Linked DNA regions of Mus musculus: regions 1, 2, 3, 4 and 5 are each linked to region 6. The links are chromatin contacts, called in public HiCAR-type, HiChIP or PLAC-seq and promoter capture Hi-C maps. All regions are on one chromosome and are shown on one strand. Each heading gives the region's core, a stretch centred on a gene start, on an enhancer-like site or on the middle of the called end of the contact. The rest is flanking DNA. Distances are from core to core; before and after follow the strand shown. Region 1 has its middle 300 kb from the start of Nectin3. Region 2 holds the start of Plcxd2 (phosphatidylinositol-specific phospholipase C, X domain containing 2). Region 3 has its middle 270 kb from the start of Nectin3. Region 4 has its middle 340 kb from the start of Nectin3. Region 5 has its middle 400 kb from the start of Nectin3. Region 6 holds the start of Nectin3 (nectin cell adhesion molecule 3).

Region 1 (3,315 bases), core at 168-2,667, 300 kb after region 6:
ATTCTGACCTTTCAGACTCATGTTAAGTTAAATTTAAGGAGTACTGGTAGACTACTTTTTGCCAATATCTGTGTCTACCAAATTAAATTTACATACAGAAAAATTTTATTTAATGTAGTTATTGATGTGAATGGACATAGGTCTACTATCTTCGTAATTCTAAAAATATTTGTCTCATTACCTCATTACCAATGTCTGGGCAGGGAGACAGAGGCAGGACTTAAGGATCAGGGGCAAGGAACAAAGGAGAGAGAGGAAGGTGAAGAACCACCATGCTAGGAAAACAGAAATAGCAGCACTAAGAAGTACAGGGCAGAGACTGACAGCATGTAAAAGTTGGGCTTCGTGGCCCTGGAGGGATGTAGCCCTCAGTCCAGGGCAGCCAGGATAGAATATAAATTTTAGTAAGAAATAATTCAGGAATGTTGAAGGGGAGAGTGTGTTAGCTGTGGGGAGGTTTGGAAGTGCCCAGTCACTGCGCTATTCAAGACATTTTAAATATAAGGCTCTGTGTGTGTGTGTGTGTGTGTGTGTGTGTGTGTGTGTGTGTGTGTGTGTGTGTGTGTGTGTGTGTGTGATTCGAGAATACAGAGCATTTGGGTAGGCAGCAAGGAACTCGCACTGTGGCTGCTAGGAGTAGAGCTGATTAGTCAACTACAGCTAAAAAGGGTAAACACAGGTTAATCTTCATTTCCCATTGAAAGCAACTATAACTGCTTATGAATTAAGAAAGGTAAAGATTAGTACATAGTTAGAAAAAAGAGAATCAGACTTTGAAATAACATAGAAAGAGCAAAGGTGTTTATCATCCCCCATCCCTTTGAGATTCTCAAGTAAAATGCAATGCAATTGCTCAAATGCCTGGCATCTTTATCTATAACTCCCCACCTTCATATATGTGTAGGAAGCTTCTCTCTCTTTGTTATTGTTAATGTTTCTCTTTCCTTTTTGCACTCCCAAGCAGCTGACTTGGAAGGAAAGGCAAAGAAGAGTTCATCTAGTTTGATTGACTATGTTGACTATGAATACACATTCTAGAAGACTATAAGCAAGATTTACTATTTCTCAGGAATATTAGCTGCATAACAGAAGACTTTGAACTCTATTAGGGTCTCCTAAACTATCAGACTAGTATTGGTACAAATGGAAAGTTACAAATTCATCCTAGGCTATGAATTCTTTTATCCTTAGAATGTCTTGCAGGACTTCTACATTCTAAAACTGACCTTATTATTTTATGTATTTTTCCACAAGGTAATTTTATTTTCTTAATTGAGATATTTATTCCCCTTATTTGTTTAGTCTTGTAGACCCTGAAGAAATCCATAAACTGAAAACTGAGGTTTGAAGAACACTACAAAATCTGGCTGGGAATTAATACGGACTGCAGGCTGACTTAGAAGTTAAGTAGCCTCAGCAGGAAAAGTCCGACCCTTGACACTATTTTACTTTTAGCACCTGATACGGTAGTGAAGAAAAAGAAAGTGGGGAGGTGAAAGTCAACTTCTTTTGAATTTCAGGTTTGAAAAACAATTGAGAAAAGTTCACTAAAAAAAAAGGACCCTGGTCCTTTAAATGCGGCTCATTGCAATTTTAATATTTTATGGTTACACTTTAACTTTTATTTCATAAATTAAAGATTAACAGTCATGCCTAAACTAGAATATTTTTTATCCACTTACAAAAACACATTGACTAACACTAATTAAATTTGCTTAATCAAGCTTAACAATGCTACATGCTGTTACTCATCAGAAAGTAAGGAGCATACACATTTCCTAAAGTGCCTGCGCAAGAAGACCAAAGGGGATTTTTCTCTACTGGGGTATCCAAGGGTTCAGCCATCTGTTATTTACTCTAATTTTTAATAAAAGTTATTATTCATCTTTATTGCTAATCATTTGCCTTACAAGTGAAGCACACATGCGATTCTTGTTATCGTTTAAAACCTGAAAGAGAGACAAAAGGAAACAACTGCTTCCAACTGTACCACCATAATGCTTGCAAATGTTTTGATGCCAGCAGAAGGGAGATGTAGGTGTGATGTAAGTAGTACCTACTATTAAATTGCATATAGCATAATTTAATCACAGTGCATCAATGACCTTCCCCCACCAAAAAAAAAAAAAAAAAAAAAAAAAGGAAAATGTGATCACCATTAATACCCTGAAGGACAAGACAGTGGCTACAGTGGCTGTGTCATTCTCTATCACATTTTGCTTTTGTCCATAGCTAATCCCATTTTGACCATCTTAACTCAGACCCTGCAGATATACAATAAATCATACCTGAAAGAGCAAGACGAAAACCTGTTGATGGAATTGCCTTCAAGCTGCAATGAACACAGAAAAAAAAAAGCCAGGTATTGAGAGAGGGTCAACTTCAGAATAGAGGTGAATGAAGTTCTGCGTACTGAGAAATTGTACATTAAATATACTTAGTGGGAAATAGCAGGGCAGCATCTCCAAGGGTAACCTCCAGTGTCTTGACTTGAAAGCAAATAGCTACAGTCTGACATTTAAGATGGGATTCAGGAAGGGTCCTGCTGCTTTTGAACAGGGATCTGATCATTAAAACCCATGGAGTGAGTGGACCAGGTCACAATAATGCCTCATGTTTACTATAACGAGACATTGCATTAGGCACCAGGTGATGGGTCACCTCAGATTCCAGTCGATCCCCTGCAGCAACCAATTTCACACACATTTTCCCCAAATGAGCCAGACTGAGAGGAGTTAAGTACTTCATTCAAGGTCATGTGAAATTGAGATTTATAGCTTTTGCAGTCTGAAGCCAGGTTCTTTTTCAGTTTGGTATTCAAGGGGGCTATCACAGACAACAAGCCATCAACCGGCATGTTCTGTGCTAATTGAAGAGAAATAGCACTGTCTGTGATATGTTTTTGATGGATGTACTTATGGCAAGTGTGGACGTTAAAACTGAGTTTAATAAATAACAGTTTAGTATCAACAAATGTAATACAGAGGCTATGGAAAAAATGGATTATGTGGAACTTTGAAAATTACTTGCTCTGATGCTTGGTCTTTTTTTTTTTTTTTTTTCAATGGCAGGAGTGACAGTGACTTCTCAGTTTTAGGCATAACATTTATTATGAATTGTGATGTATTTTCCAAATGCTCATTGTACGAAGTTAATTATGCACAGTGAAAGTCTGCAAGTGGATGGGATGGTTTGCCTCATGCTGAAGAAGGGTTTATGTTTTAGATCTGGCACAGCTTGGGAAAGGAAGCTCTCCCAAGGAATAAACCAGCAACAGCCACAACAGAACAGCCCCAGCCATGCAAAGGAGACCCA
Region 2 (3,755 bases), core at 906-3,405, 490 kb before region 6:
TTAGGGCCTGCCTTAGATGCCATTCTGTTTGCAAACATGAACTACCTGCCATATCACTCAGCAAAATAATTCCATCGGAGAGCCCGAAGGCAAATGACTCATGTTAGAAGTGTCCCATGCATCGTTTGGCAGTGACTCCATAGGCATCAATTAAACATGGAGGAGACATGTTCTGAAGCATGGCCATCTGGCATTTCCCCAGGAACTGTAGTTAAGGGCCAGTAAGACAGAAGGGACTTGTAGCTGTAACAAAATCTTTCAATCTTTCTCTTGTTTAACAGCAGTTAGGGCCCATGAGGACAGTGAACCTGGAAGAGCTCCAAGAGAGGTGAGCAAGGCAAACAAAAACAAACCAAAACAAAAACCTCCCAAAACCCAAAACAACAACAACAACAAAAAACCCCAAACCTCTCTGTCCCATGCATAGAAAGCAGATGGAGGTGTCTTGAGGTCATCTTTTAAGGCAGAAGAGAAAAGCAAGTAGGTCCAGGGAATGCATGTGGGCTTGTCTGAGAGTCTAAACTTTAATTGCTATGTCCCCAAGCAAGAGAAAGAACTGGTCCACCGCTTGCTCCCTGAGTGCTTCTTAAGTACCAGCATTGTAGGATTTCACCCACCTCACCAACCTGAGCTCAGTGTGGTCTAAACATCCTGCCCAAGATAACTATGTTTTAGCAAGCCTTTCAGTGGAAAGATCAACCAATTGCCCGAGAGCACTGTCAAGCTTTGAAGCCTCTGGCAGAGGAATGCAGCAAGAACAGAGGTGCTTCTCAAGGCTCCAGTTCTACATCAGCTAGGCAGACACCTGTGTATATATAGACAAAGCTTCAAACACCGTCACTTCATCACACCTAATGACTGCCTGTGAGGACAGACTGCATCCTCTATTTCTGGCATTTCCAACAACAAAACTATGTGCCTTGATGCCCAGCCTAGAATCTGAACCTATTTTCTAACACTTATCTGATTTTTGTTTTCAAGAAAGGTCAGATAAATGAGAAAAATATTCTTTTCAGCTTCAATGTTGACCCAGAGCTAAGATTGTTAAGGACTTTCTACCCATTATTCTTGATCTCTCCCCCTTTCCCTTAAATGATTCAAGTCAGCGAGCCTTTCACATACCCAGGCCTCTGCATCAAGATGGTTAACATTCTTAGACTGAGGCCGTATGGTGTAAACAAAATAAAAACAACAAAACAACAGCGCAGTGATTCCATTCTCTCAACTGTCCCTTTTGCCAGTGATGCAGTCGGCTTGACTGACTCTCTTTACAGCAGCTACCTTCCTGTTAAGTTTTTTTTTTTTTTTTTTAATTTGGAAATAAAAAGAGATCACTGACAATTGTTTTTCAACACAACAGAAAACAACCAACCCACTAGCAAACACTAAAATGGCAGCATTAAACACAGTGCGAACAAGTAGTTATAGACGAATACCTGGGATTGCCAGATTGGAAAGGGGGACGTTGTGGAGGTGAGCGGGGAGCGAGGCCATCCAGTCGGCATTGCAGACCTCCGAGGCTGTCTTTGTCCCGCTGGGATTGGGAGAGCAGATGGTACCCATCCTGAGTTTCCTTCTGGCCTTTCTAAATGCAAGCATCCCTGTCGTCCACGATTTAGACAGGCTCAGTCTAGTGCCACTCACTCTGTGGTCATCACCGCTCGGGGCTCTCTAAACATTTCAGAGCACATGGGTCACGCCAGTCTTTTCAAGATCCTTTTCTAGCTGGGAGATGGGTCAAATAGGTGCTCCCCTGCCTGCTGCTCCCGCAGTCCCCACCCTCTTCGCCTTGCCACTGAGATCCACTCCTTTAATCTCCTCAGTCCCTGGTCAGTTAAACTTCTTAGTTCCCCTCTGGAGACGGGGGAGGCAGGCCCGAAGATACAAACCTTCCTGAAACCCACAACATCCAGGAACAGCCACACCCGGAGCTACTCACACGACAGGTGCCCACAGGGCATAGAGACGTGCCAGCGGGCTGCACACACGTGCGCACCCGGGTTGCACCATCTCTTGTTCATGGGTGCTTCCGTGGGTTTCCCCGGGCTGGTACACAGGCTGGGCCTGCCTGCACCCCCGCCCCCTGGCTTCTCTGCCCACTGCCCTGTGCTTTTCTGAAGGGCTCTCAGAAGAGTAACCGGCAGCCCCGGGACTCTGGCGGCCCCGCCCCGCACTGCCGGGCAGATTTGCCAGACTAGGCGAGCTGTGATTGGTCGTTGGCGGGATTCTCTCTGATTGGACAACGCTCTGAGGGCCCGCCCCTACATCGCGCTCCCACGCCTCCCCTGCTTCTTAGCTCCTCCCCTCTCCACTCCAGCGGGGTAGCGAGTGGACAGGTCGGGCTGCGGCCTGCTGCTCCGGAAGGGGAGATGTGCACCGTGGCCGGCTGTCCTCAGATTGATCTTTTTCTTGTAGATCTCTGACGCGACCTCAAAGGTTTCTCCTCTCTCCCTCGGCCTTACTCTCACTGCGGTGAAAATTACCCAGAAACGCGCTACTTTTTTTTTTTTTTTTTTTCAAACCACCGTAGCAGCAGAAACAGGAGAGCTAGAGAGGCCAGAGAAAGGTGCTGCTGCGGCTCCTATTTAGATGGCAGCATCAAAGCAGGTTTGTGTTTGAAACAATGCAAACTGACAGTTCTCCTGCACAGTCCGCTGAAACTGGCCAGTGCCATTATTTCCGTTTCACAGAGGAGGAGATAATGGTGCTTTGGGTTCCTGTTGCTGTTGTTTGAAACCTTTTGAATTATTTGTCTCACCTGCTCCTCACAGCATTACCACAAGACTCAGAGTTGCTGATACACTTCCTCGAATGGATGAAACAGCCTGAGGCAGGTCACGTGGTGGCAGTCTGTGCAAAGTTCATTTTGAAATGAGGTTCCCTAACTCGGTCTGTAGAACACAGACCCACTTCTCTGCTTCCTGAACTGTTCCCACTTCAAATAGTATTCAAATGTAGTACAGAGTTTTATAATCCGATATTGTTAGTTAAAATTTGTAGTTAGATTTATATATTTCTTGTATGCGTTTTTCTGTGAGAACATGCATGTGTGCAGTTCAGAGGACAGATTACTCCAGTTCTCTCCTTCCTTGAGACCGTCCCCGGGGCTCAGATCGTCAAGTTTGGCAGTAAGCACCTTTACTCACTGAGCCACCTCCAAGATCTGACCTGCATACTTTGCAAAAAATAAAAATAAAATAAAATAAATAATAAAAAAATACTATTTTGGCAAACAGATAATTTTATTTAAAAAATTTTAAATTAAGGTAGCCTTTTATAGCAAGAAGGACCCTAGAGACTCAGGAGGGCCTTAGGGGAAAAGAGAACAGTGGCCAGAACTCTTAAAACTCCTGGAGTTTATGTATAAAACCCTAGGGCAGCTGTCGTTTAATCACCAGATGACCTCCATTTTACCCCTGTATCCCAGGCTACCTGTCTTAGTTAGGGTTTCCGTTGCTGTAAAAAGACACCAAGTCCAAGGCAACTCTCATAAAAGACATTTAACTGGGGTTGGATTACTGGTTCTGAGGTTCAGTCCATTATCCTCATAGCAGGAAGCATGGCAGGCCCTGGAAGAGCTGAGGGTTCTACATGTTGTTCCAAAGGCAAAACACAGGTGAAGACTGGCAAACCCCACCCCCATAGTGACACACTTCCTCTATCAAGGTCACTCCTACTCCAACAAGGCCACACCTCCTAATAGTGTCATTCCCTGGGCCAACCATATTCAAAAGACCACATTCTACTTTCTGGCT
Region 3 (3,724 bases), core at 734-3,233, 270 kb after region 6:
ATAACTTGCAAGCCTATAACTCCAGGAACTTGGAGAACAATACAGGAGGACTTCAAGTTCCAGGTCAGCATGGCTATACAGTGAGATCTTGTCTCAAAAAAACAAACAGAGCAAAACAATAATTATTAGGGAATTTTTTTTGCAAGCTTACTTATTCAAGATAGCAATGTAAGTCATTTACTTTTTTATTCCTCAAAAAAACAGAGCAAAACAATAATTATTAGGGAATTTTTTTTTTGCAAGCTTACTTATTCAAGATAGCAATGTAAGTCATTTACTTTTTTATTCCTCACCCCCTCTGTCAAATGGAAACATATGTTCCAAAATAAAAAAAAAAAATTTTTTTTTTAAGAAAATTGGACTTTCTTAAATTTCCCAAATCTTTTAAGGTCAGGTTTAATGGGCCCAGCTGGAGATTCCCTGTCTCCTGTAAACCATTGTGCTGTCAGATGCACCCCGCCTATCCTCTAGAAAATTCCACTCTGCACTGCTGGAGAGTATGTCTGAAAGCATAACTACAGCTTTGTAGTGTTACTATGCAAACAGCCTTGGTTTGTAGACTTGTAGAAATGACTGACTTGGAGACCACACTTCTAGAGCTGTGGTGCCAAATACTCATGTTTCTGCTGCCCCTTCATCTACCCTTCCAGGTGAGGAGTGACTGTTGCCGTGAGTCTAGAGTTGTGTAGTTCGGTCTCGTGTCTTCCCATCTTCTCCTGGGAGAAACAACCTGGCTTCAGGTAGCACATTCTGCTATAAATTCCCACCATGGTTTAAGGGAATTCTGGATTAATTCTTGGCTAGGGTTCATCAGCCCTTGTTGCCACATTCCTTGCTGCTAGAGATAGGGTATTTTGATTGGAGACCAACAAACTATAGAAATACATGTCTCTGACTGAAAAATAATTATTTCTTGTATCAGATCTTCTCTTGACCATTAGCAACCGTTTGTATCATGGAGTTCTATATGTCACCATTTCTAGTGTTCTGACCAGTGGAAAACCTCCTGTTAGAGGGTCAACACCATGAACAGGTTACCCCCTGAATTCCTTACTCTATGTATTTACTGCATTCTCATAACTACATGAATGGCACTTAGGGAATGAGCAGCAGAGCCCTGACCTGAGTCTGATTGTCAGTAAGAATATCCAAGTCATGACCCAAAAGGACATGTTTCTTCCTTGACTTTGACCCTCCTCCCCACAGTTTCTCTCCATGGTCTGTCAAGTGAGATACTAAGGGGAAGATTTCTCTAATTTTCTACTTTCCTGTTTTATATGTTTCAGAACTCAGAAGTCACTTTCCCCACAATTACATAGTCAGTCTGTAAAGTCTTAAAGAAGTATTCGAGCCCTTCACATTTCTAGAACAGTGCTCATTTTACCCAGTGTTCTGGTAAATACATTCTCTTTAATGACGGTCGCACTAAACAGATAGATAATCTGGAGAAATGGATTGTACCAAGCACATCATGCCAAAAGCCCATTCTACTATTTGCAGTTTAATTTGCCTCTTAGAAGATACAGACCCATACTGCCTGCATTCACTGATTTATTTGAAAAATATGGCAATCATCTACTGCAGCAATCTTATTGTGTTTGCTTTATTTTTATCACTATGGTTAAATTAAAAAAAAAACAACCAAAAACAAAACAACATGTAGACTCTGTAGCTGATTGCCCATCTGAATCCTTGTGATTAATCTGTTTCCCTAGACCCTAGCATAGCAGACAGAGTACAGTGATTATTTCCCTTGCACTTCAAAGCACAGACTGCCATTACTGCACAGTGGACATCCCTTTCCAGCCTGCTATTAGGGTGTTGTCATTCTCCCTGAGAGTTCAAGATCCTCAGCACATCTGTATACAACATGCAGAAATGCAGAGATGTCAAAACCCAGGACACATGCAGCCCAGCTCCTGACAAGCAAGAGTGGTATTAGCATTGGTAATAAGAACTACCCGGGCTTGTCTGCAGAGGTCTCTCAGTTTGGGATCATTTACATTCACCACACACAGCATCTAAACCTGGCTTCTATGTGAATCAGCTATAAAGAGGACATTGGAAACCCTCACAGTCAACTGAAATTTCAGTAGAAATCTATTCATCCTAATTAACAAAACCCTCAGACCTGCTTCCTGACAATTAACACAGCCCACTCTGATCCTATTATTTAAACTGACAACAGCAATCTTAGGTTTCACTGTCTCCTAGAATATACCACATAGCCCCTCTAATTCTGAAGACCAGGTTTCTGATTTCTAAATAGATTCCCTTGACTCTCAACAGCAAATACTTAGGGCATTTGCATTTCACTCATTATTTGTGCTGCTGTAGGTAGAGCATGACCCTGTTATAAAAAAAACAAAAACAAAAACAAAAACAAAAAAGCAAAACAAAACAAAACAAAACAAAAAAACCCAAAACCCAAATCAGGTCCAACTGAGAACTACTTAGTATGGTGTTTATAGGCCTATTAGATTTTCATAAAACATATTTTAGAGAACCAAGGGAAAGAAATGGAATATTTGTACCGTGGGATTATCTTGGTCTAATTTTATTTTTCATTTCTGTCAACAAAAGCTCCTTCTTAAATTGAAATGATAGGAGGTCAACTCCTGTCCACAGGGAATAGAGAGAGTGTTATACTTTGTACTGGTAAGCACAACGTGGGAATTCACAACAATTCCTAGTACATTTCCTTCTTGACAATTAATATTTTGGCATCTGAAGATGAAGACATTTAGAAATTGTTGACAACTAAATTTTTTTTAAAAAATGTATGTGTAAAGGGGGGGGGGGAATCTCAAAATCTCAGAGTCTGTCTTTGATCTGTCTCACTGTGTTACCCTCTATGACGTCAGTTCACCACTCCTGGTACTTAAAGGGGCCGACCATTGCTTTTTTCAGGTCAGATGCTAATTTAGAGATGCAGTGTGAAGTGATGATGAATAATGGATGAGCCACTTTCTGAACCGAAGTCCCAGATTCTAAGGAACTTGAGAAATCTTCAAAGCCAGCTGGAATTTGTGAACTCTTGTGCCAGAAGGGACCCATCTGAGGGAAGGGTTAGCTCGTCCACCTGCTTGGCACTCTACTAGCTGCCAGCTGGATTTGTTCCTTCAGTTACAAGAACAAATGAAGTTGTCACGTGTGAAAATGGTGAAATGCCTGGTTCTAAATCACGTTTGGATGCAGTCGGTCTGTTTTCAGTTATCTACTAATGCAGAGAGCATGATGTGTGAGTTCAGAGGCACATCACATTGTTTTCAGAAATCTTTGATCTACTAATGCTCATCCATACCCTTTTGCAGTTCCTTTGCATTATGCTTGTGTTGGGTCATCTAGAGAAAGCCGGCTATTCCTTTGATAAACAAATGACACTGAATTAAGATTTATTCTTCAAAAGATGTATAGTACTACAAACAAGTTGAGTAAACACTGACTGGCCATCTGAAAAATTTTCCCTGGAAAGATATTAAGTAACTTAGAAGTTTCTAAGCAAGGACTTTTTGGACTGTCTGAGTCTGTTCCTCTGGATAAAGAGTTTATGATGTTCTCCTTGACTTGGTAAAGAAATACAAAGTGAGTGGTTGGCTACCTCTTTAATGACTCTGTGATTTTATTTTATTTGGTAGTCCTGGAGATTAAACCTAGAGTCTGACACAAACTAGATGAGAGGACACCCATATTCTTAGACCCCTACAAACTGTTGGAAGACTCT
Region 4 (3,596 bases), core at 729-3,228, 340 kb after region 6:
ATGACAATACACTTATTGATAAAATGATTATTCTATTGGATGCCATTCTAATTGCCAAACCATGATTGCATTATAGCATAGCTTAGCTACAGATAAAGAATGTAATATATTAAACCAGTAAAAAGTATTAAAAATAGTCTGTGCCAATAAGTTGGTACATGAAAGTTAGCATAGTCTTATGCTATCATGTTTTGTAAGTTGTGTGCCACAAATATTTTGTATTGTTAGAAGTATATAAACTTGAAGCAAACACACATTTATTTTACCACAGAACTAGATATTAAACATTTATTAGTATCTATTGCATGGAAAAATAAAATTTTCCTCCCTAAATTGAAAATACTTGAAATAAGACAGGTCCTAGCCAAATGTTTTTCAGCTGGAGATTGGTTTTGCTTTATTTTATTTTATTTTATTTTATTTTATTTTATTTTATTTTATTTTATTTATTTATTTATTTATTTATTTATTTATTTATTTATTTATTTTGATACGGGGAAAAATATGACATAGGAGAACAAAACAACAGCCAGTATATGTAAAGCAGTATTTGGTAAGCATCAAACCAGTGACCTCTGAAGGTCACATTCAGTTCTTAACTAAGTGCCATGACATGGCCAGCTCAAGGGTGAAGTTAGTTTCATAGTTAGCTCAAGTGATTGTAAGTTAGTTTCAGCACAAGTGTGCTCAAGGATTTGTTGTCTTCATGGTGACACACGGCTTTTTATTCTTAACGTTTTGAGTTTTTAAAACTCTCTGAGTTTGGGTCAAAGATTTTAGGCTTAACATGAAATTAAAAAGCATAAGGGGCTCCCTTTCATCGACCAGAGGCAGATGGCATATTTGATATCCATGTTTCAAATGGACTTACCAACCAGCATGAAAACAAACAGCAATAACAAAACCTAAACTCCATGACTTTCAGGAGAGCCAAAACATGGTTGGCAGAAAACATTTTTATTTTTAATTTTGGCAAAGCAATTAATGTGGAATGGAGGTAATGGCGTTACATTCCTTGTTAGTTCAGAGAAATGTCTAATATCTGCTCTATGCTTAACACCAAACTGAAGTCCTTACTGCCAAGTAAATATACTATGCATTAGTGTCAGTGTTATGCATTGCTTAGGCTTTGAAAATCACTTTTAATGAATGGAACTTAGAGACAAAGGCAATATTACCCAAACATACTTTTGGATTCACTTAGAGCATTGTATTGATCTCTCAGTGGACAGTAAACCCTATTATAATTTAGTGGCTCAGAGAAATAGCCTCTCTCCTGTTCTGGATAATACCCATGTTGCTCTGCTTACCCTGAGGTCACTTACACATTCTATTATTTTGAGTGCTGCTTGGGGTAGAGTTGGAGGGTCTTCATGCTCATCCTTTTGTCCTAGGCATTGTTGAAACTGCCAAAGAGGGGGATAATCATCTCTCTGGAACCTCTCATCATCCTATGGTTCTGCTGTATGTCTTTCTCGGTGGTTAGGATGGTTCCTTAGAGTGAAAGAATTCACGAAGTCCATGAAGGCCTAGCACTAGAGCAGATACCTAGTTATCTCTTCCACATTTTATTGGTCAAAGGAGGCACAAATCCTGTAGAGAGACGTAAAGGACATGGATGCCTGTTGATGGGAAGAACTTCAAATTTCCATGGGACATCTTATGGGAAAATTGCCACTTTGGATAATACCAGTTGACCTCCAATATGACTCTGCAAATTCTTTGAAGAATGTTTGTTAAATTAATTGGAAAGTTTCTGCTGTCAGTTCTGTTTTGGGGATTAGATACCATGCCTGCTTAAGAGCACATTAAATCATATAATTTTCAATTCTTAAAACATACAACATGTTGAAGATGAATTATTAAGACCTGCCTGCAGACAGTGTTGAGACTCAGCAATCAGCCAGAGCCAGTGTGAAATGTACATTTCCCTTCACTTTGGAGTCTGGCATCAATGTTACTCTCAAGCTAGCAATCAGTGATTCTGTGGTTAACTCTTAGACAGACTGGAATGCTGTTAATGAGCAAACCTATTAGTTGTGTCTATATTAGGAATTTGCTGACAATTGTTTCCTTTTCTAGAAGCCAAATTCTCTGACCTTTTAAATAAAGAAGTGGATGAAATATGGTATTATACACTGCATTGGTGGGAAAACAGCTTGCAATTTTTCTCTGGAAAATTAAATAAGCAAAAGAGAAGATTGGCGATAGGAAGGTACTGTTTGAGATTATAAGAATAGTTGGGTTCATGAATATCGAGTTATATCAGCCTTGGAATGTTGTTTAATTTATCATGATCTGAAAATAATAAGTAACAGTTTCTGCCTCAAAGGGTTTTCATGAGGCTGAAATGAGATGCTGTTGTGAATTGGTACAGAAACTAGTGCCACTGAGTTCTAGATAGCTGGAAGTAATAGGTATTGTAATTAAACATTAACAAGAAGAAAAAAAAGCATAGTTCTTTACAAACTATGCACTAAACATAGCTCAAAGTAAAACTACTAAAATGAACTTAGGAGATATTCAACAAAGGACATGCATTTATGCATGCTTTCTTAATTTTTATTTAAAATATTCATTCATAGCACCTCTGTTTTTATTGCTGTGGTAGAACTAGGTTAGCAAAGAAAAAATAGAAAAGGTATCACACTCGCTGTAAATTCTGACTATCTTATTTATCTGTGATGCAATGCAATCCTTCCATGCATCAGAATGACCCCTACAGTTCAAGGTCTATATCAAACAATGTCAAAGGACAAGCGTGGGTGACACACAGTCCTTAGATCTCATTCATTTCTAAAAAAAGAGTTGTGTTCTTGTCCACAGTTCTCCTGTGGATGCTTTCTGTTATTTTCTAGTTTTCTCTGTACTTTCCTCTAGCTTATGCTTTTTATAGTTTTATAAAGCATAAATATTTTTTTGTAACCCTCTCATCTTGTCCCCAGTAAATGGTTTTTTTGTACAGGGTATTAAAATTCCCAAATTCTCTTCTATTGTAGCCCCACAACCCTCATAAAGTACTTTTTTTTCTGACAGGAAGATGTCTCCCTTTAAGCGTCTTTTATTATTTGTATTGCTTGGCCACTTGCCCTTTATCAAATGACAGAGAATGAAATCACGCTCCTCTAGAAGCTTCTCTTTCACAGGTGGTTTATAAAGTACAGTCCAAGTAGATATGGCCTGAGGGGAGATTTGTAAGTCAATCTTCTCATAGGCTTCTCTCTGCAATGATGGGCCAGATCCTCAGCCTCACCCCCAGCCCACAGGCATATTTTCACATGAGCTAAAATACATGCAGCAGAGAGATCTGATAGGAAGAATTTTAAGAGTTGGGAGATAAACATGATAGACTGGAGCCTGAAGGGCCTTCAGCTGTTCCATATTGGGAAATATCTACAACAAAAGGTATGAGCCTGTTATCAGGAAGAAAGATACAGTATTTGGTCAGCTTACACTTGGTCTTGATGTTCCCAGGACTATATAGAATGAGGGTTGTTAATATTCGCCTCTGCTGATGAAAAAATATTGCTGCTGCTTCAGATGAAGCCACTTGCAAACATTGGGCTATAGCAAAATCAGCATTTATTTTGTTCCTT
Region 5 (3,527 bases), core at 150-2,649, 400 kb after region 6:
TGGAAACGCTTCAGACTCTTCTGGTATCACTTCGGGGCATGTATCCTGGTTCATTATGCTTTTGCCACTGTGATCCTAGTGCCTGAAACAACTACAGAGAAGGATTTGTCTCCTGGTTTCAGAGTATTTGGTTCATGGCTTTGTACCAGACACTGGCACAGGATATTGTGGCCACAACAATTTTTCACTTCACATCTGATAAGGAAAAGGAAGGAGATGTAGAAATTCAGGTGGCTTGTCTTATTGCTTATTCTATTCTTTTGAAGAAACCTGCCCATGGGATTGTCCAATCTACATTTAAGATGAGTCTTCCCATAAGTTATTCTTCTCTGGAAACCCCCCATAGGCACTTCTGCGGATGTGCCTTACCAATCCTCTGGGTCATTCTATATTTATTCAAGTTAATAGTGAATTATCCTGGGTCAGTACTACTTAGATTATCAACTTGACACAACCAAGAGTCATGAGGGAAAAGAGGAACTCAGTAATAAAATTGCCTTGATAAGAGTAACCTACAGATATGTTTGTTTCTTGATCACTAATTAATGTAGGGTTTATCCTGCTATGGTCCATTATATGCCTAAGCAGGTAGAAGTGGAATGTATTGTAAAAGCTGCTGAAACATGAGCCTGTAAACAAAACTACATTTTGAGACAGTAAATGAAACTACATTCCTTTATAGTAGTAGATGAAACTGCATTCCTCTGTAGTTTCATCCTCAGGTCTTTCTTGAATTCTTGCCCTGTATTTCCTCAATCATGAACTGTTACCTGGAAGTCTAAGATGAAATAAACCCTACCTTTTATCCAGTTTCATTTAGTCATGATTATCACACCAACAGACAACAAACTTAACAGTCATATAAGAGTCATAACTATATAGGGACTAGGCTTAGTTTAGTCATCTATTCTTGCCAACTTGATAGCTTTAATAACTTTCTGGTATAGCTATTTGCAGTAGGTCCCTCAAATTATGTAGATTCTCCTGTTTTTAAGATTCATTAAGAGACACTTAAAATGTGTAATTTGGGGTTAACTGTTCACTACTACAAAGGCAAAACATTCCCTATTATGCTACCCAATGTCCCGTGAATAATCACATTTTCCAGTTGGGCTGCAGTGATTGGGCTACAATCCCAACCCTTTGTATCAGGTTTCTTTCTCTGCTGTAGTCAGATTTCCTCTGTCTCACATAGTTCATTCATATGTGTATGCAGATCAGTATATTCCCAAATATTCCAGGAGACACATAGAGTTTCTGGTTCTTTCTCCAAGCATTTGTCCTTTTTCCAACATTTGAGTTTCCCTGGAATCCCCTTTAGCGCCATGCTCTGTAAATTCTTTGACAGTAGTAAACAATATGAATCATTTGGCCACCTTCTTTGTTGCTCACCTCACAGAATCACTGTCCTCTATTGCTCGGCATCTCATATCCTGAAAGCATTTTGTCATAACTTGACTCATTTAGTCATGCTACTATCCAAGGCAAAGTGATTTATCCCATCACATTATCCTATTTTGGTTGGCAGTAGTAATCTAACAACATTTTGTCACAATCCAAGATTTGGACATGCCCAAAATTGATCAACATTAAACTAGATACATAAATTATGATATATCCATACCACAGAATGCTATTGCAGAAATAAAGATATATGGCACTAGCTACCTTCAGCTACAAGAATAAATACCACAATATTGAACATAAGAAATAAGACATAAAATAACACAATAATGAAAGCTGGAAGATTCAAAACAATATACCATTTAGACTTCAAGTGTGATTATCTTTGAAAGAAAGAAGAAAGGCTCAAAATGCCAGGGACCCAGAGGAGACTTCTGTGGGCTCATCACCTTTAGTTGTCTTGACACTGTAGTAGTTATATGAGCATGACATGTTTATGGTAAATACTAAAAGTTTAATTGCTTTTTCTGTATTCACTATGAAGTATAATTCAGATGCTGTTTAAGAAAAGGAAATGCACATAACAAACAATAATACACATGATACATACCAGAATCACAAAATTCAGATTTCTTTAAATTATTTAGACACAGGTTCTCACTATGTATCTCTGCTGTCCTATAATTCATTATGTAGACCAGGCTGGCCTCAGACTTATCTCTCTCTTTCCAACCTGTACTGGGACTAAAGGCATGTGCCACTAAACCCAGCAAAAACTCAGGATTCTAACAGGCACACTTGAAAATACAGTTTTTGCAGACTACATGTACCATCTTTTTTTTTTTTAAATTAGGTATTTTTCTCATTTACATTTCCAGTGCTATCCCAAAAGTCCCCCATACCTACCCCCCATGGGACTATTTTAAAATTCTTGAGAAATGAACTCTATGATGTTTATGAACAGGGCGATTTTGACACAAATGTACATTGCTATAGTATATGCTGTGTGTCAAGGACCTCTCTGCTATAACAAACCACCTTTCACTAAACTGTCAATATAGATTCTTTTAGAATGTTGTTTTGATTTATTTTTTGACAAATTCCATATGTATACAGTGTATCTTGACTATATCTGACCCAAATCCTTCCTCTCTCCCTCTTTCCCTGTAGCCCTCCATTGCTTTTCTCCATACTTTCATATTCTGATTTTGATAATCCAGTGAGCCCAATTAAGGCTGCCTGTATATACATGGGTATGGGACCACCCATCACAGCACAAAGCTTAGACAACCTATGAACAGCCATACCCACAAAGAAAAATAAAACAATTCTTCCCTCTCAGCGCAGCCACTAACTACCACCAAGAGCTGTCAATGGAGGATTTTAACTGTGTTGATTTGCATCCACATCCTTTCAAATGTTTACCAAGTGACTAATACCCCCAGTTCCAGAGCATTAACAGTTTGCTCAATATGTAGGCTTTGAAACTTAGAGGCACTGTTAAAAATGCATTTCTGTAGTCAATTGAGCTCCAATGCCCAGATATATGTGCATCAGTAGCTTATATGGCAGAGCTATTGGCTAATAAAAAACATGAGTTCTGGCTTTGTTTAGTTATTGCATCACATGTGATAATGTTATAGGGAGTAAGTTTTGCCTTTAGGTATTTGAGCTGACTTACAAACTGAATGTAAAAGATAAACAAGATAGAATGAATAAGCAAGTTTTGATTCTCACCTGTCATGGACTTTATATTATCAATCTTTCTGTGTTATATTCACATGCATACACACACACACACACACACACACAAATACACACACAGACAAATACACACTCCCACTTATATGCACACACACACACATGCGACACACATTCATATACTCATATGTACACACATACTGACACATACATACACTCACAATTGTATACGCACACATATACACACATTCATATATATACACTCACACATATACACATGTACACACACTCATACATGCACACACACACATACACCTAAGTCCCTACTTCTATTACAATTAATATAAAGAAAATCAAGGCCAAATCCTGAACTAAGGAAAAAAATAACACTAGCATTGGTTATTTTGAACTTGATAAAACTG
Region 6 (3,670 bases), core at 1,028-3,527:
GTGAGTGGGACACAGTAACGTGGCTCTTATCTATATCTACAACAGCAAGCAGAGCTGACTCTGAAAACTCCCATACAGACCTCCTCTAGAGCAGTTGTTCTTCCCCACACTGCTTAGTTGACTGGGCTCTAAAATAACTGATCACCCTTCTCCCCTATAACACTATAAAGGAACTCCTTAAAATGCATTTTCTATGTAAATACTAATGTTTGCACCCAGATGTAATCAACAACTCACTGACACAACCACGATGAAATTACCAATGTAAACTCTATTTTCTCTATCAACTTTTGCATCACTTCAGTCTCCCCTTGGGTTTTATCTACACAGAAAGCCCTCTAGACCTAGAAACACTCCTTCAGTACTTACCACAAACTAAGTCACCACAGTCAAATGCTTGTACCACGCACATACACACACTTCCTCCAAGTATCCTGGAACTGAAATCCTAAGGACCATCCACGAGCCGCCGTAATGGCTCATAAGAACAGCATACAAATTCTATGTAGAACTTAATATTACCTTAAGAAGGGAGCTAAAGGCTTAAAACTTACAGGACTAAAAGCTGTTGTCTCGGGACCAAACATCTGGAGAGTGGGGATATGGAAACTGGACATGCTGGACATGATAGCATGTCGTTTCTCACAAAGCACTCCATGTAAATCAAAACCTTGACTTACAGCACTGGAAATGTACTAAAATTCTCAGTCTGTAAGTGGCACTCAACCTCAACATAATTTCCTCTCCCTATGAACTAACTACCCTGACTCACCTACCAGGAGCAGATTTTTCTTTCTTCTGCATCAGAGCACTAAGGAAATTTGTTCACATCTCTCCCTTATAATAAATACGGGTACATCAGCTTTTAAGATTTCATATGCACTGATAACCATTGTCTGAAAAAAATCTAAATCTAAGTTGTATTCCTCCATCTTTCCCGTCAGCAATCCTTAAATGAACAACACCTTGCGGCATTTTGATATTACCCAGACATTCAATAGCCTAAGACTGACTGGTAGCTTTATTTCACCAAATCAATGCTGTCCACTGATTACCACGTCCACTTCTCTAGCATGAAAAGTAAATATATCATTTCATTTTCATCTTCCTTAAAAAAAAAAAGTAGGTCTCTAAAACTAGTCTCAGATTCCGGGAACGGAACTTACAAAGAGATTAGCTCCTAAATCTGGAATAAAAGAGGCACACTGGAGAAACCCGGGGCTACTTGTTTTAACAGCCAGGGAACAGTAGGTGCAATATGTATTCAAAAGGTAAATCTTGCGTCCCCGAGAACAAGGTTTTCTTCTAAAATAACCAGGGGCTGCGTGAAGGACGTCCAAAAACTGGAAGGCGGCGTGAGGGTACCATCTGGGATCAACCCAAAGATCCAAAGGTTACCAGGGCACAAATCGTGCTGGAAGGGGGATGCAGGCGCAGAGTGGGTTTTTAAGATGGTGCCTTCTCCCGGAGGCCAGGAGGCGTGGACCCGAAGGCTACAGTGCGCTGGGCTAGTGTCCACAGGGTTTCCGGACTTGCAGCTCAAGTTTCATCGGAGAGAAAGGAGGAGGCGGCAACATGCACTCAGGCATCCTAACCTCAGCCTAGAAGTCCGCGCTCTCCGCTTCGGCGCATCAGCTCGGAAGTAACGGTTCCCGGGGCACGCGGGGCTCCGCGCACCGAGCTCCACCGCCAGCCCTGGGGGCCCAGCGCGACGACCCGCGCGGCCTCGGGGGGCGGGAAGCCAGCGGTCGGCGCCCTGTTCGCTCTCCCTGCCCTTCCCGGGCCTCGCCCGGGGCGCGGCGAAAAGTTTCCAGGCAAAGTCCGCGGCGGCCGCTCGCGCAGCCAACCGCCCGGCACAACCGCCTCGGCTAGCCTCGCCGCCCGCGCCCGCCCTGCTCAACCCCTCGCTCGCCCGCTTCACCTACCACAGAGCCGGGAGAAGAGAAGCAGGGGAATAAGCAGCAGCAGCAGCGGCGGCGGCGTCGGGGCCGGCAGCAGCAGTCCGGCCGCGGGAGGAAACGCCGAGGAAAGTTGTGCTTTGCCGCCTCCAGGACACAACGGGGCCGGGCCCGGGGTCCGCGCCATGCCCGCCTTGCCCCGGCCCACCCGCTCGCCCGCGCCCCGGCGCCTCAGGCTCTGGGTGGCGGCGGCGGCGGCGGCCGCGGCGCGGAAGGGCCAGCGCGCGTGTCCTCAACCCCCGGCTCCTGCGCCGTCGCCGCCCGCCGCCACTCGGCCGAGCGCTCGCGGCTGCCTCGACTCCGCCGTCGCCGATGCCACTGCCGAGGCTGAAGCGGGAGCCGCCCGCCGCCGCCACTCCCCTCCCCGCGGTCCCCGCCCGCCGCGAACTCCTGGGAACTCGGAACGCACCACCCCGCCCTGCGGGAGGGGGAGCCGCCGACCCTCACTACCGGGACGAGCCCGCCCTCCCTGCCGCCGGGCTGCCTGGACGCCGGCCGAGCCGCCCGCCGAGTCTCCTCCCACCCTCTCTCCCCACACGCTCCTCCCACTTCCAAAAGAAAAAAAAAAAAAACTTCATCCACTTGGAAAACCGGGCTTCTCCCGAGGCTAAGCAATCTGGACCAGGCAAGGCGGCCCCGCCCCTTGGCCCCGCCTCGTCTCCCCCCCTCGCCAGCGCTGGAGATGGTCTCGCCCACTCCGCCCCTCGCGGGGCTGGGGCCGCCGGGGCACACAGAGGCGCTCCGAGGCGGAGGGCTGCGGGACTCCTAGTCCTGCCTTTTTCTCCTCCAGAGTGGCGAGGTTCCCCTAGCGGGACCAGGGATAACCAGGGGGGTGAGGGGAAGGCAAGATGAGGGTACCGGCTCTCCGCGGGTCGGAGCGGGGGGTTGCCTAATTTGGGAAGCTGGATACCGCGGGGCTGGACCAGCCTTCTCCCTCCTCACCCAGGCGTAGGGACTGAAAGGAGATTCTCCACTCCTCCCTCCTCCCCAGGAGCATCCCGGTTCTCCTCTGTCCGGGACCGGTGTTGGCCCAGGCGTTTAGCCTGCTTTTTACACCGGGAGGGAGGCTTGTTGGAAGGGTCAGCGGAGCTGCCGGAGGACAGGAGGGGGCCCTCCGAAAGGTTTGCTCTCTAGCTCTTGCTTCTCTTGGGCTGCCCGTTTGTCCACTTTCTGCGCCGGGCGACCGGCAACAGGAGGCCATGGATCTCCCATGCGAGGTCTTCGAGTGTGGTCTTGTTTTCTCTTTGATCGTTCGCATGTTCGCACTTGTAATTTTATTTTCTCGCGTGTCTCTCTTTGAGTTATTCTCAGAAAAGTGACCTCGGGAAGTATTAAACATTTACCCTTAAGAGGAGCATCTGTGATTCACCATAACCCTCCCTCAAACCCCCAAAGCTTGTCTGCCCTTCCCTCCTCCTCTATCCGCCACGCACAGCCGGAGTGACTTGACCTTGAAGCCCCAGTTACCGTAGGGGGAAGGAGATGGATGAACAGTTTGGGCTATCTGCGGAGGCGGTGGAAGCGGAGGACACCGTCCGGAGGCCGGACACCATTAATTTTATGTTGTCCTACCATCCCCACCAGATAGCTAAAGATGTGCTCCAATAAGAATAACAGCCACCCAGAGAGCAGCCTGTGGCCACTAAAGTAAAGCTTGCCTGGTGCCCACGACAACGTCGTGCTCCAGACTGAGTCACTGGGATCTCCTCGGC

The links. HiCAR-type assays count read pairs that join an accessible place to other places. HiChIP or PLAC-seq counts read pairs in DNA pulled down with a chosen protein or histone mark. Capture Hi-C pulls out chosen DNA fragments and counts their contacts.
Region 1: a contact with region 6 is called in a HiCAR-type map of kidney, with 6 times the contacts expected there. The contact joins the enhancer-like site here to the promoter of Nectin3 in region 6. A contact is called at or near these places in 7 of 39 promoter capture datasets (the 3T3-L1 cell line, cranial neural crest, epiblast stem cells and 3 more), 3 of 484 Hi-C or Micro-C datasets (adipose-derived mesenchymal stem cells, embryonic fibroblasts and liver), 5 of 115 datasets of contacts at active chromatin or transcription factors (VIP interneurons, embryonic midbrain, forebrain and 2 more) and 1 of 9 other capture datasets (pancreatic islet).
Region 2: a contact with region 6 is called in a promoter capture Hi-C map of liver. The contact joins the promoter of Plcxd2 here to the promoter of Nectin3 in region 6. A contact is called at or near these places in 6 of 39 promoter capture datasets (3T3-L1-derived adipocytes, embryonic stem cells, liver and 3 more), 8 of 484 Hi-C or Micro-C datasets (LSK cells, the N1E-115 cell line, Sertoli cells and 2 more), 1 of 115 datasets of contacts at active chromatin or transcription factors (astrocytes) and 1 of 9 other capture datasets (liver).
Region 3: an H3K27ac HiChIP or PLAC-seq map of neural progenitor cells shows a contact between it and region 6, with 8 times the contacts expected there. The contact joins the enhancer-like site here to the promoter of Nectin3 in region 6. A contact is called at or near these places in 8 of 39 promoter capture datasets (the 3T3-L1 cell line, 3T3-L1-derived adipocytes, cranial neural crest and 4 more), 1 of 484 Hi-C or Micro-C datasets (cerebral cortex), 5 of 115 datasets of contacts at active chromatin or transcription factors (astrocytes, embryonic forebrain, kidney and 2 more) and 1 of 9 other capture datasets (pancreatic islet).
Region 4: a HiCAR-type map of kidney shows a contact between it and region 6, with 6 times the contacts expected there. The contact joins the enhancer-like site here to the promoter of Nectin3 in region 6. A contact is called at or near these places in 8 of 39 promoter capture datasets (the 3T3-L1 cell line, 3T3-L1-derived adipocytes, cranial neural crest and 4 more), 7 of 484 Hi-C or Micro-C datasets (the AML12 cell line, epidermal suprabasal cells and liver), 8 of 115 datasets of contacts at active chromatin or transcription factors (craniofacial prominence, embryonic forebrain, embryonic hindbrain and 5 more) and 2 of 9 other capture datasets (liver and pancreatic islet).
Region 5: an H3K4me3 HiChIP or PLAC-seq map of neural tube shows a contact between it and region 6, with 5 times the contacts expected there. The contact joins the enhancer-like site here to the promoter of Nectin3 in region 6. A contact is called at or near these places in 7 of 39 promoter capture datasets (the 3T3-L1 cell line, cranial neural crest, hippocampal neurons and 2 more), 1 of 484 Hi-C or Micro-C datasets (muscle stem cells), 3 of 115 datasets of contacts at active chromatin or transcription factors (embryonic forebrain, neural progenitor cells and neural tube) and 1 of 9 other capture datasets (pancreatic islet).

The regions. Positions count from the first base shown.
Region 1 is chr16:46,799,319-46,802,633 of GRCm38.p6, forward strand. No RefSeq gene overlaps it. Among named protein-coding and RNA genes, the nearest start is that of Nectin3, 300 kb to the left of the region's middle. Within about 2 kb of position 1,418, at least 1 of the 459 cell types and tissues checked has an H3K27ac peak or open chromatin away from gene starts, as enhancers often do. A contact at or near this core is called in kidney, where this site is marked.
Region 2 is chr16:46,008,258-46,012,012 of GRCm38.p6, forward strand. It overlaps Plcxd2 (phosphatidylinositol-specific phospholipase C, X domain containing 2), which reads right to left and starts at 2,156. Exons shown (of 4, transcript NM_001134480.1): 1 at 1,437-2,156. The coding sequence starts at 1,599.
Region 3 is chr16:46,766,633-46,770,356 of GRCm38.p6, forward strand. No RefSeq gene overlaps it. Among named protein-coding and RNA genes, the nearest start is that of Nectin3, 270 kb to the left of the region's middle. Within about 2 kb of position 1,984, at least 11 of the 459 cell types and tissues checked have an H3K27ac peak or open chromatin away from gene starts, as enhancers often do. A contact at or near this core is called in neural progenitor cells and second pharyngeal arch cranial neural crest, where this site is marked.
Region 4 is chr16:46,838,988-46,842,583 of GRCm38.p6, forward strand. No RefSeq gene overlaps it. Among named protein-coding and RNA genes, the nearest start is that of Nectin3, 340 kb to the left of the region's middle. Within about 2 kb of position 1,979, at least 1 of the 459 cell types and tissues checked has an H3K27ac peak or open chromatin away from gene starts, as enhancers often do. A contact at or near this core is called in kidney, where this site is marked.
Region 5 is chr16:46,893,877-46,897,403 of GRCm38.p6, forward strand. No RefSeq gene overlaps it. Among named protein-coding and RNA genes, the nearest start is that of Nectin3, 400 kb to the left of the region's middle. Within about 2 kb of position 1,400, at least 8 of the 459 cell types and tissues checked have an H3K27ac peak or open chromatin away from gene starts, as enhancers often do. A contact at or near this core is called in neural tube, where this site is marked.
Region 6 is chr16:46,494,690-46,498,359 of GRCm38.p6, forward strand. Nectin3 (nectin cell adhesion molecule 3) reads right to left here and starts at 2,278. Exons shown (of 6, transcript NM_021495.4): 1 at 1,926-2,278. The coding sequence starts at 2,085.